Linked DNA regions of Mus musculus: region 1 is linked to region 2. A link is a contact called in public HiChIP or PLAC-seq data. All regions are on one chromosome and are shown on one strand. The core of a region is the stretch at or near the end of the contact, and the rest is flanking DNA. Distances in the headings are between cores, read along the strand shown. Region 1 has its middle 27 kb from the start of Lsm8. Region 2 overlaps Cftr (cystic fibrosis transmembrane conductance regulator).

Region 1 (6,781 bases), core at 3,720-6,219, 550 kb after region 2:
TCTGTCTGTCCATCTGATGCTTGTGGATTAGGAGGTAAGCTCTCAGCTAATGTGCCAGTGCCATACCTACCTGCCTGCCTGCTGCCATGCTCCACACCATGGTGGGCATAAACTGGAGCCTGCTGGAATCATGAGCTCCAGCAAACATTTTCTTTTATAAGCTGCCTTGGCCTTGGTGTCTCTTCACAGCAACAGAGAAGTAGTTAGGACACCCAGAAGAGCAGCCTGTGCTCTTAACCTGCTGAACTGCCTCTCCAGCTCTGTTTCCCCACTTTAAAGGAATGAAAATAGAAGGTAAACCAAATTGCAAGCCCAATAAATGTGAAAGATGAACCCAACCTCATCTCTGTGTGCTATACAATGGTGCCCTACTTATTGCAACCTCCACTTCTCTCTCTCTCTCTCTCTCTCTCTCTCTCTCTCTCTCTCTCTCTCTCTCTCTCTCTCCCTCCCTCTCTCTCTCTCTCTCTCTCTCTCTCTCTCTCTCTCTCTCTCTCTCTCTCTCTCTGTGTGTGTGTCTTGGGTGGTAGAGGGTTCTTTATGTGATCTAGGCTGCTCCAAACTCTCAATCCTCCTGCATCAAGCTTTCAACTGCTGTGATTACAGGTGTTTACTACCATGCCCAGCTTTCTTGCCTTTGTTAAGGCTAAATCAAGTTTTTCTCGTTCTCATCCCAACTGTCACATATATTCAAGTGTTGTGTAAGCTTGCCCCAAACCTTCATCCAAAGCATCTTTTCTGTCTGTCTCCTTTCAAACAACAGGTCTTACCTTGAAATCTTGAGATAGAAGCTTTATCTATCACAGTCCAGTCCTAACTTGTTCCAAATGCTGACCTTTTAGTAATATTCTCCAGCCCATGTATTCTAGGCTATTTTGCAGCATTTCAGACTTCTACCTACAGACTCTAATAGCACTTTTCATCCAGCTCTGATAAAGATAAATGTACTTGCCAAGTGTACTTTTGGAGGTAAAGTTGTTCATATTTGAGAAACTATAGATTGGGAATAACATTAGACAAGACTTTGTGTTAGTTGTATTTTAATGCTTTACATTTCAGATTCTCACTTCATCTGTAATACTAAAATTCTGCTGCTTGTGGGTGCAAAAGATTGAACTTAAGGTCCCACACATTCTAACAGGCTCTACCGCGGGATTATAGCCTCTGTTTTATAATATGTTTAAGGAAAAGGACAAACTCTTCTGAGAGCCTCTTAGCATCACCAGCATAGTTTCAGATAATCAAAACTCTGTCAGTATGCTTTAAAATGAAGAAGTGACCTGTGGTGGCTATTACATTCTATTACAGTGTCTTATCATTGGTGACAGAGACCATGAAATAGTCCTCTTTGGAACTTCAGCATGTGGGAAAAAATACATACTACGTGCTCAGTGTGTGGCTTTAAAACTCTTCCTGGAGGAATTTCTGAAATTGGCTTTTAACTGTGGCCTCTATTCACATCACAGCCCTGCCACCTAGTGGCCAATTACCCAGATTTAACTACAATACCTCGGATGAAAGGTGCGAATACTGACTTGTTTATCAAAGAACTGAAGTGTAAAAGTATATTCAGCTTCATTAGGTAAGGAGATTCTAAGCCATACATAGAAAACATTTTACAACAATGAGAATGTTCAAACTTTTAATGTTTCGCTAAGCTGATTGAAATGAATGCCTATAGATAAGACGTTCGTCATTCCAATGTGTTCTCAGTATGTGACATATGCATCTTTATTCCAAGCAGTGTCTTTGCTCATTAAGATCAAGCATTGTTGCTTTTCCCTCATCTTCAATAAAGTCCTTCCAAGATATAGAACTCTGTGAAATAGGAAGATACATTGTTCATGTAGCATAAAAAATTGACTGGACCAAAGTTGATTGACTGTTTGGAGTGAAATTATCAGTTTTGATCGATTAGTGTGCTTGTAGCAATGACTGAATTAATCCATCAGTTCAACTAAGTAGGTTAATAGAAATGCTGTAATAACAAAAATATAAGCTGTGAGGAAGCACTTTCACTTTCATTGTTGATTAAATGAAACTCAGTAACGAAAACTCAATGTTTTCATCACTTGGAATTATATATGCTCAAGTGACTCATTTATTACTTACAATGCTAAAATACTAATATAAAAATTAATAATAATGCAGTGACTATCACGCGCAGGATAGGGGAAATGAATGACAGGGAGCTGAGAAGTAAGAGTACATTTTAATTTTAACTTCAGGAGTTAGGATTTGATACATCATAAATCTGTTACTAATCCATATTTATGAGTTACAAAATGTATTTTGCCTTAGCAGGAAGGCATAACCAAGTGTCTCTAAAACATGGTGCATTGTTCTGTCACTTGTCTGTGGTTTTTGGAGGGTATTAATATACTTTGATGCCAAATATAACAGATGTATGAACTCACACATCGATCTTCCTAATATTAGCTCTGGATGCATCGGTTATGTGAAAGAGGCTTACTTGTTTCTGATACTTCACACTTTCCTGATGACAGGAATGACCCCATTTTTCTTTTCCTCTCTGCTATTTAAGACATCTGAAGAAAGCAAAAGAGATTATTTAAATCAGGTCCTACTTACATACATGCAGAAATTGAGATTTTGGAAAAACTTGGCAAAAAAATCCAAGATAAATGAAACTAGTGGTTATAGATGGTTCCAGAACTCACATCTGCTGAAAGAGTAACTCTCAGAGGATCAGCCTTGAGGCTGCTCTGTAGCTTCACACCTGAGAGTGCATATACCACCCAAGCACAAGAGATGTGAGAGCCAAGCTCATGGTGCTTTATGTCCCTGGACACTTCCGTAAGCATTAGGAGTTCCAACTTCACCAAGTCACTTTGAATCCATGCATTGTCATGTTTCCTACTGAGAGGACAACATAAAACCCCATTTGTCTCCATTTAAGGACCAGAACTGATTTCAAAGAAAGTCTGTAAGGCACCAGCTCCAGGGACAGACCATAAGTCCTAGAAACTAGGCCATAAGACACCAGCTCCAGGGAAAGACCATAAAATCCAGAAAGCAATCATAAAACTCCTTCCCAAAGTATAGCCTGGGGATAACTATGAAAAAAACTTATCTCAAAATGGCAATCTGTGCTGGACAATCCCATTTCATCGTATGGTTAAACATTCATGAAATAGGAATGCAGACCACTGACCGCCTGTGACTCCCTAGCACTTACCAGTGAAATTTTAGATTACCTAATCTTTCTGAGGGTTCTCCTGGTTCCCTATAAAAAGGCCCACATGCCTTTGTCTGGGGTTACCATTTCAAAGAATGGTTGGCCTCTAGATGCTGGTTGTTTCTACAGAATAAGCACTCTTTCTCTGTGCATACTATCTGAGTCTGGAGTCTTCCTTCAGCGGCTTTCAGACCCTTATACTACACCCCCCTTTTCCCACGCAAACCCATTTAGTATCCTGTATTCAGTCAGTTATTTCAGCATCTTTTCCTTCAAATATCACACTTACCTTCTTGCCTTACTGAGACCTATCTGTCCTTGAAAGGATATCAGTGTAAGAACTGAGGTTAAGGGCGTGTCTTGCTCTATTTTAATGCTACTTCCAAATTATCATTTTCTCTTCTGAAAAAAAAATAATTACTGTTCTGATGATGTTTATGCCACGTGGACCACCACAGCTTGATTCATTCTACTCTTGTCTGCTAACCTCTATCCACGTCTGTAACTTTCACTAAAGTCTGCTTTTGGCATCACGTCTTCCATTCCACCCAACTTTCTGGCTCACTGGTCTTCAGCTATGTTCTCCCATGGTGTCTCCAGGACCCCTTCCTCATGGCGAATACCTCTTCCTTCTCTTCCTCCTCCTCACTCTTTTCCTTCCACTGCCTGTCAGAAGTCCTGTCCTATTCTGTCATCTGCCCAGACACTGACTGAAAAGCTTCTGTTGGAAAGTCAGAACATAAATGAGGAGCAATGTTTATACAAACTTGAAACAGGAGTACTGTGAATAATCACTGCAATGCCCCCAGACTGTGACTAGATATAGGTCACAGATATAGATATATCTAGATATAGATGCAGAGAAATCGGCATTTGAATAACACAAGGATAATTCTACACAGTGTACAATAACATGTCTATAGGAAACATCTGCAACAAACAAAATAACAAAGGAAAGAAATAGGTTTAAAGCACAGCTGGCGCCAGTAATTTATACATCTCTGAGATATTTTTATGGTGAATCCATCATTTACCTGTGTATTTTTAACTGCTTTTTACACAAATGTATTTCCTTACTTGGCCGTCAGTAATGGGAGTTAGGACAAGAACTAATAGAACAGACATTTAGTCAAAAAAACTCTACACTTTAAAATTCCTAGATTTATAAGCCAAGCAAAATGACAAACACACACACACAAACACACATACATACAACCTAACAAACAAGTGAATATAATAACAAACAAAACAAAGAGCATAGCCTTACTCAGAAGCATAGAACTTTATGCGAACTGTATATAAAACTGCAAGTACAGGCTTCAGTGGATCCACCTTCATTTGCAAGCAAATCAGAGAATGAGATAGTCTAAGGGTCCATGATTTGCTGAAGAATGATACCCTAGTCTCAAATAGTATGTAAATGCAAAGAGTGTTTGATTCTGCAGAAGTCCAGCATGCTGGGGTCACTCCCGTTACCAAGATAGAGAGACAATCACATGAGCTTGTAGGCCTGATTAAAAGCAAATTAGGGAATTCTAGGGTAGGTGACCTTTATTTTACTTGTCTCTAGGACATTCCATTACTGGGGCATGGAGGCTGGAAACTGTTGCTAAGGAAGTAGCTAAGGAGCTGTGGAAATTGCTGCTGACCCATTGTCCTTGCCTGAGGCCAGGTAGCAGGGCAACTTCTGAGGCCTGGACTTGCCTGGAACTGCCCAGTTCTTGTGAACAGATTTGGGCCTGGTCTCCTTCACTGCCAATTTATAGCCTGTCACGGGATCAGCCCAGCCTTCTCACTATGTCTTGTGTACAAAGACAACATGCTTAGTCACATTCCTACTGCTATAATCACAAGACAGAACCAGCTTTAAGAAAGGAGTTGAAGAACAAACAAAAGCAACTGCTATTTTAAAACCAACTTGAGCAGGAAAGGATTCTTATTTAGTTTATACTTCTAGGTCGAAGTTCATCATTTACAGATATGACAGTAGGAAATCAAGGCAGAAGCTTGGAGCAGAAACCATTAGGAAACACTCCTTACTGACTTACAGGACCATGTTTTAATTCCTTTCTAAAAAATAATAATTTTTTTAACTTAAATTCTTTTCATATACTGTATTTGAATGCAAGAGTCCTGCTCCAAACGGGTTGAAATGGAGCACAGCATTGGATGAAGGCAAAGACTGATGATCTCTGGCCTTATAATCTTACTATCTGTGCTTTAATAAGCACTGGTTTCCATTCTCTTACTATTTTCTGCTTTAATCTGAGCACAAAAATAGTGCAGGTCTCTTTCTCTGTAATTCTCTCTTGCTATTTTGTGATAATAGCACTGGTTTCTTTTCTCTTTCACTCAAGGACCTCTTTGCTGGCCAGGTGAGAGGCTTGGAACTCATCAACTGCACGAAGGAGAGAGATTAGGAAGGATAATAATTAAAATCTTTTACACAGGCAACATGTACACACACACACACACACACACACACACACACACACATACTGGCTGGACCCGACCACTCGTCTCAGCAACTTCACTAGTGTTCATACATACTTACATACATATACATATACTTATATATGCATATGTACATTTGGTGGATGGAACGAAAGTACCCATGAGCACAGTCCAATGATCAAGTGTCAATGCAGAAAAAAACTCATTCATTCTGCGTGAAAAAGAATCTCCAACCAAAAGAGCTTCTACCTTTTCATTTCTGAAAGTAAGAAAATGCCCTTCCCTTATTGTCTTTTTTAGTTCTTATACTTTCTCCAGAGAGTTGATAATATGGCCATCTTTATATTCCATAAGTTCATAGCAAGTTTAAGACACCAATTCAAAAGCCAGGTGTGGTGTCCCACACCTTTAATCCCAGCAGAGGCAGAGGCAGAGGCAGGTGGATTTCTGAGTTCGAGGCCAGCCTGATCTACAGAGTGGGTTCCAGGACAGCCAGGGCTACACAGAGAAACCCTGTCTCGAAAAACCAAAAAAAAAAAAAAGACACCAATTCAAGTCATAAATTGATAAGGAGTCACAAAAGAAATGTTTACATGTGTTTCCATTTAGACTAGTACCTGACTAAACATTCATTTTCTGTTACTAGCTCCAGAAGTTCATTAAAAGTTTAAAACAATAATTCTTATGTTATTAAGTTAGAATGGTTTTGTCAAGAGGCAAATTATCTGCCAATTGTCTAATTAGTTTTGAAGTTTTGTATTGATAAACAAGTCAGGGGTTTGCGGTGCACCACGGCTTTCTGCGCGGGCGGCATGGAGGAGCACAGCGATTCCGAACCTACCCCGGGATGTAGCGGGCCTGGCCTGGCTCCCGTTCGCGATGGCGGCGGCGCCCACACATGGGCTCCGGAGGACGCCTGGATGGGCACACACCCTAAGTACTTAGAAATGATGGAATTAGATATAGGAGATGCCACCCAAGTTTATATAGCATTCTTGGTTTACCTGGATCTCATGGAGAGTAAAAGTTGGCATGAAGTAAACTGTGTAGGAATACCAGAACTACAACTCATCTGCCTCCTTGGCACTGAGATCGAAGGGGAAGGGCTGCAGACAGTGGTGCCTACAC
Region 2 (6,999 bases), core at 2,611-5,110:
GAAAACAGATTAGTCAACATAAAATATAAGAGAAAATTCATTAAAAACTAAAAATAGAAAATCTCTAACATCTTAGAAGTTATATGGACATATAAACTTTAGGAACATATAATAATTCTTTTATTTTCTAGAAAAATAAATCAAGACCAAAGAGAAAATGATTTGGTTAAAATCAGATACTTGATTATTTAAAATTGTATTTGATTTTATGTCTGCTAGTATTTACTTTACAGTAAGATATGCTATTTCATACTGCAATTCATGAGGCACCTAAGAGTTATGATGGAGTGGTTATTTGTATAAGTGTATTAAATAAAGCAATAAAATGCTATGATAGATTTTATGCAATGAAACTTTATGCTGAAGTTAAATATACATCACTATTTATGAAGTAATATCTTATATCTTTTTTATATTTCCAAAGCTGTGTTTGTAAATTGATGGCCAACAAAACTAGGATTTTGGTTACATCTAAAATGGAACACTTAAGGAAAGCTGACAAAATACTAATTTTGCATCAGGGCAGTAGCTATTTTTATGGGACATTTTCTGAGCTACAAAGTCTACGTCCAGACTTCAGTTCGAAACTCATGGGGTATGATACTTTTGACCAGTTTACTGAGGAAAGAAGAAGTTCAATTCTAACTGAGACCTTACGCAGGTTCTCAGTAGACGATTCCTCTGCCCCGTGGAGCAAACCCAAACAGTCGTTTAGACAGACTGGAGAGGTGGGAGAAAAAAGGAAGAACTCTATTCTAAATTCATTCAGCTCTGTAAGGAAAATTTCCATTGTGCAAAAGACTCCATTATGTATCGATGGAGAGTCTGATGATCTCCAAGAAAAGAGACTGTCCCTAGTTCCGGATTCTGAACAGGGGGAGGCTGCTCTGCCGCGCAGCAACATGATCGCCACCGGCCCCACATTTCCAGGCAGAAGAAGACAGTCTGTTTTGGATCTGATGACGTTCACACCCAACTCAGGCTCCAGCAATCTTCAGAGGACCAGAACTTCTATTCGAAAAATCTCCTTAGTCCCTCAGATAAGCTTAAATGAAGTGGATGTATATTCAAGGAGATTATCGCAAGATAGCACACTGAACATCACTGAAGAAATTAACGAAGAAGATTTAAAGGTATATACCCGTCAAGTCTTAAGATACATCTCATCCTAACCCCATAATTGGAGTAAATTTTGTCACATACTATGTATTTCATGGCATCCCATTGTGGTCTATGGGCTAAGGATACAAAGTCCATTACCTGTGTAAGCAACTTGAAACATAAAACTATTTCTGGTTATCATTGAAATATCATCCCCACCCCACAAATGTGTGGTAAGCCAAAACAGGGCCTCAGTGTTGAGTTTTTCTACTAGACTCATGAAATGATATTCACTTTTATAACTTAATAATTGTCTCCTTTAGTGTTTTTCTAGGAAAAGGCGGAATAGAGTATTATATAAACAAATACTTGCATTTATGTAGACACCAAAAAGTGTTTTTAAGGCATGGCCTTGATAAGGATTACACACACCTGGCTTCTTGACAAGATAAATTCACATTCCTGCCTGCATTTAGTTAGCATATATTTTCTAACCTTTCAGATTTGTGTTGTGTTTTTTAAAGGGTTTCTCTAAGGAAGATATGTGCAGCTCGGCATATATTAGTGACAGTAGTCAGATTAAAGTTCTTAACTCTATGTGTTAAGGAGCAAAACGACCTCTCTTAAAATAGAAAGCAGTGGAAAACAAGAGGGCGATTGTTTACCAGTGGATGTACCTTAGATGAAGTTAAAGCAGAGTCCTAGTGGATGATATATTTAATGGTGACTGTCTTTAATATAAAGTTAACTTTTGGGCAGTTGCAATTCATTTAGTATCTCTGGGCCTGAGTTCACTCTGTTGTGAAATAAAGGAATAAGTAATTCTCAAAAATATATGCTCGATATTTCTATAATCTAAAACTGATTTGCTAAAAGATAATTCATCTATATGATTTAATATCCATCTAAATAAAATTACCAAATTGAAGTATATACATTTTGGTTTGTGTGCATTTTAAAGAATGCTTTCTTTACCTGATTTTGTTACTAAGTTATCAATTATTTCACCTTCCAGGCAACACACTTTTTGTCTCCTTCACTGTGACATCATTGTCCCTATTAACAAAGAAATAAAATAAAGTTCTGAGAAATTCAGTATCTTCATACATTCAAACATCCTACGATGTTACCATTTGGTCTTGATTTTAAATAAAGGGCAGTTTAGTTCAACAATCTAATTTTTAATCAGTAAACCTTATTCCAGGTTAATAGGCTTCCTTCTTTGTGAGTCTAATGGCACTTAATGAACTTCATGGATTTTATGAGGGCATCGTTTCCCTTTAGAATATATAGACTCTCTTTTTCTCACATTTTTATAATGTAGCTTCCAAAAGACAAAGGCTTTTAGAGGCTGTATTTGGAATTGGATTTTGTAACTTAAGTTGTAGCTAGAAAAGCAACCATGTAATGCCTAAGGACTATACAAATATAAGCCAGCTTCTAAAATAGAAGACTCAAGTAGCTAGCAAATTCTACATTGCCCTTGTCTCTGGCTCACTGAATCAAGCTCAATCATGAAGAGTTTGGGAGCTTCACTCATTTGACAAAAGGTGTGGGCTGTAAAGCATTTACATGCTAAGGTTTGGGAAGTCTCACTGTGTTTGGTACTTTATAAACTATATTGCTTGAGCAGACATCCTATTCTCTGTGGCCATCATCACCCGTGGCATTTTTAGTGGCTTTTATTTTTTAAAGATCCTTGGCTGTAAATGGTACTGTTCCCTTATTTCCCTGAATTCATAATAAAAGCTCAGTGGCAGCATGGAGTAGGATTGTCTCAGAATCACACTTCTTTTCTCAGGAGTGTTTTCTTGATGATGTGATCAAGATACCCCCGGTGACAACATGGAACACATACCTACGATATTTTACTCTCCATAAAGGCTTACTGCTAGTGCTGATTTGGTGCGTACTGGTTTTTCTGGTTGAGGTAAGTATGTTTGTTTGGAAATTGTCACTGTGAGTTTAAATTTAGGATAAAAAAGCTGTATGTATTCATATGAGCATGTACACATGTGTATGTGCATGTGTACAACGGTAGTTTCCTGTAAAGTTCATCGCTTCTGAAAACCAAGAGGAGCTGACGAGGCAGCTATGTGGTTAAGGGCACTGGTTGCTTTCCCAGACAACCTAGCCAAATTCCCAGACCCCACATGGTGGTTTACAGCATCTGTAACTGAAGTCTCAGGAACCTGGTACTCTTTTCTGGCCTCTGTGTGTACAACATGTGTGTAGTACACAGATGTGTGCAGGCAAAACATTCATACACAGAAAAATAAGTTAAAACTTTTTAAAATCCACAGTTAGAATTACTATTGATATTTTAGTACTTCAGACATAAGGAAATATGCATAAATACAAATGCTATATATGATGAATTGTCATAAAATAAAATTTATTGGGAATATTTTTTATAATCAGCATATTTTGATTCATAAGTATTGTAAAGAGATTACTATAACAAAATCAATAACATAACTATGTCATCTCAAGTAACATTTTTTGTTGTTTTTGTGACAAGGGGTCCTAAAATCCACACATCTAACAAGTAAAATAATAGTTTGTTATTTATAATCCTCACATCATTTATTACACCTCCATACATTTAGTTTTTAACAGATTCAGAAGCCCAACCTACAAAGAGTGAATATGAGTTGAAGTTAAGTACTGAAAAGAATTCTAGATGTCCATCTAGATGATCTAATGAGGCAGGCAGTGACTCATGTGGTAATGATCCTTACTTGCCTGCTGTACCTTTGTCTCAGGCAGTGTTCATCGAGGGAAGCTTTCACAATGATGTAATTACTTCATTGTGTGCTGACCTGCTGCACAAGAATGCAGTATTAGTCACTCTATTATTTTTCCTGTTGCCATGATAAAGCACCTAAAAGTTAAGGAAAGGAGATATATATGTGCTTTCTGTTTGAGGGAACATATTCCACAGAGGCTGGGAAGGCATGATAGCAGAAGTAGCAGGTTGGTAGGTCATATTGCAAGCACACTTTGGAAGCAAATAGTGAAAAAGTGGGGCCAGGCTGTAAACCTGAAGGCCTGCTCAAGAACCGAAGGATTCCATAGCCTTCCTAAACAGCACAGTAGCTTGAGACCAAGTATTCAAACACAGGAGTCTTTAGCACATTTTACATCCAAATCATCAACAGTCACCTGAGGGGAAAAAAAAGACATTTTGGGAAAGGAAGTCAGGGGACAGGGGCAGGGTTCATAGTGGACAAAATTCAATGATGCACTTGTCAGAAAACAATCTAATGGTGTGCTTTTCTTTCTTTTCGTCTTCCTTCCTTCCTTCCTTCCTTCCCTCCTTCCTTCCTTCCTTCCTTCCTTCCTTCTTTTCATTTTTGTCAGTATCTTATAGGCATTGTCCAGTTAAATAGCTCTCAAATGCTAGATTAAAAGAAAGCAATGATATGCACAATTTTACAACTAAACAACATATTTGCTAATGTTTATGTTGTTTTCCTTCAATCAAAATTTACATAGACTTTGTTTAAGTCTAAACTTTTTTTCTTTGTGTCAGTGCCAATGTGTAGATTTCTTTTGGCTACTGGAATGTTTCTTGGTACATTCCATCATGGAACAGGTGCCAATCCACAGTGGCAGTTTAGTTTTTAAAGCACTGTTTAAGTCCTAAGTGACAAGAAATTCCCAAATGCATATCCTCCTCCATTAAAGTGATTTAGATAATTTTAAGTCTTAATAAGGACTGTATTTCCATTTAGATTTATGACTTTATAGCATCTCTTCTGTGTGTGATCCCTTTTGTAATAGGAAATAAACTTTGTGGCCCACGCTGTCTTTTCTTATTCCTTCACAGCTACTTAAATTAGTGGTGGGGGAAATAATATTTCTCAGTCATGTGTTATTTTGAAAAAGTGTATATTTTGTATTTTCCCTCAAAAGCAATGTTGTCTCTAAGTTCTTAACACTGAACAAATAGACTAATATTTCTATTGTGCTGCTCTTTCTAGTGCCCCTTCTTGGCAGTGTATTATGGACAAGAGAGGGAAAATGTAAACACTGGATTAATGGATGTTTACAATAACCTGATGGTGTGTAGAGTGCAGCATCTCAAGATCCTGTTTGCTCCTTGGTCTTGTGGTCTTTAAGACTGTGTCAAAGGCCTGCTGTGTCTGTTTGTTAATAAGGAGTTGTTTTACATCAGTAATAAAATGGAGATTATAGTGAACTTCTATAAAACTACCTTTGCTAGTCAGTGTTAGAGTCCCTTTAGCACATCATCTTTATTGTGAATGTGGATTTTAGGGTTATATTTGTCCCACAAAATATGTGAAAATCTGCAAATTATGGTGTATTACATTCCATGTGATATGGCACCGTGTGTTACCTCCCCACCTTAGGAATAAAAATGATTATTACTTATTTTGTTGCTGCTTCAGCGTAATCCTCCAAGAGTACCCTTCTTTGAAAAATTACATGAACTTTATATAGTCTTGAATCATTTTGAAGTGAAATAATAGTGTGTATTCCATTATCTCTTTAATTCCCAAATATTTTTCCTAAAGGCTTCCTACCAAGTATTTGAAAAAATTTTTATCTACTGTAGTCAGTAAATATAGCTTGGATTGGTCAATCTATGTGATAGACAAGAAACTACTTTGTTAGGATCTAGGCCTCCATTGGTAACTACGTATTTCTCTTATTGCTTCTATTCAGAGTGTGTTGGCAGTGCTGGTGCTGCTGATTTTTCTCTTCTTGGATCAAAGGAGATGTAATGGAGAAGTGGCTCAGAACATGTGCCCCATCTAGGGTCTAGAGTCATTTGATTAGTCTGAAGATTGAGGAAGACTTTTCTATAAGAATAAAGACATTTTAAAAGCTTAGATTATTACCAGGTTTCTAGTTTTGCATTAACTTGAGTCTTAAGACATCAGAAGTTTTTCTTTCTTACTGAGACAGTACACAGAGACTATGTGTACATTGAGAAAACATGACAATTAAAATAATACCATTAGATCTTCATCATAGAAGTTAATAAGATAAACTAAAATAAAATATATTATTTAAACAGACAACCCTTACCTTTCCTGTATGATTCAATAAATAGTGTTTGTGGAAAAATGAATGTGCAAAATGAGAGAGTGGAATTCCATAAGCTTAATGTGCTCTTAACCAATAGCAATTGCTGAAGTGACTTCAGAGGTGTAAAGCCAAGACACTAAGAGTGTGTGCACTTCGATGTTGGTCATATTGAATTTAGAAATGGGTGTGGAAGGCTTAGATAAAGACGCTAGAAAAAAATCAACTGTGGATTGTTCCATTGCAGGTGGCTGCTTCTTTATTTGTGTTATGGTTGCTTAAAAAGTGAGTATGCCACACTTTATGTGGATTGTGTTTTGTTTATATTTAGAGGTTATAAACTATTTTAATATATACTATGTTCATTACACCCTTCCATATTCCTGCTGATTATGAGGGGAGAAACCATGTTTCAATAATTCTTCAATTTCTGAGGAGACTGGGTCCCAGAACAAAGATACCAAATTCTGCACTCGTGCTCCATGTGTAAAACTGTTTTTTACACATACAATACAATAGTATTTTGCATATAGCCTAGGCATATCACCACATATACTTTAAAACATTTCTAGATTTATATGATGCCCAGTATAATGTAATTTTCATGTAAGTAGTTATATCCTTTAGAGAAATGATGATAAGAAAAATAAGTATGTGCGTGTTCACTAAAGATGCAATTTTAAGAATAATTTTCTCAGTAAACTGATGGCTGAATCCATAGATACACAGGAGATACATAAGGTTTGCTATATTTGTTCAAGTTGAAAGCTGTTCAGTGCCTTTATCTCTTCATTTCTAAAATATATGTTGTTTTCAGTTTTCATGAAATGCAATAAAATATAT

What was found. HiChIP or PLAC-seq counts read pairs in DNA pulled down with a chosen protein or histone mark.
Region 1: a FOXA1 HiChIP or PLAC-seq map of pancreatic cancer cells shows a contact between it and region 2. The contact joins two enhancer-like sites. A contact is called at or near these places in 4 of 39 promoter capture datasets (the 3T3-L1 cell line, cranial neural crest, embryonic stem cells and 1 more) and 1 of 115 datasets of contacts at active chromatin or transcription factors (pancreatic cancer cells).

Annotation. Positions count from the first base shown.
Region 1 is chr6:18,818,087-18,824,867 of GRCm38.p6, forward strand. It overlaps the pseudogene Gm5874. Among named protein-coding and RNA genes, the nearest start is that of Lsm8, 27 kb to the right of the region's middle. Within about 2 kb of position 4,970, at least 27 of the 459 cell types and tissues checked have an H3K27ac peak or open chromatin away from gene starts, as enhancers often do. A contact at or near this core is called in pancreatic cancer cells, where this site is marked.
Region 2 is chr6:18,267,296-18,274,294 of GRCm38.p6, forward strand. It overlaps Cftr (cystic fibrosis transmembrane conductance regulator), which reads left to right. Exons shown (of 27, transcript NM_021050.2): 14 at 425-1,133; 15 at 2,903-3,031; 16 at 6,404-6,441. Among named protein-coding and RNA genes, the nearest start is that of Cftr, 100 kb to the left of the region's middle. Within about 2 kb of position 3,861, at least 37 of the 459 cell types and tissues checked have an H3K27ac peak or open chromatin away from gene starts, as enhancers often do. A contact at or near this core is called in pancreatic cancer cells, where this site is marked.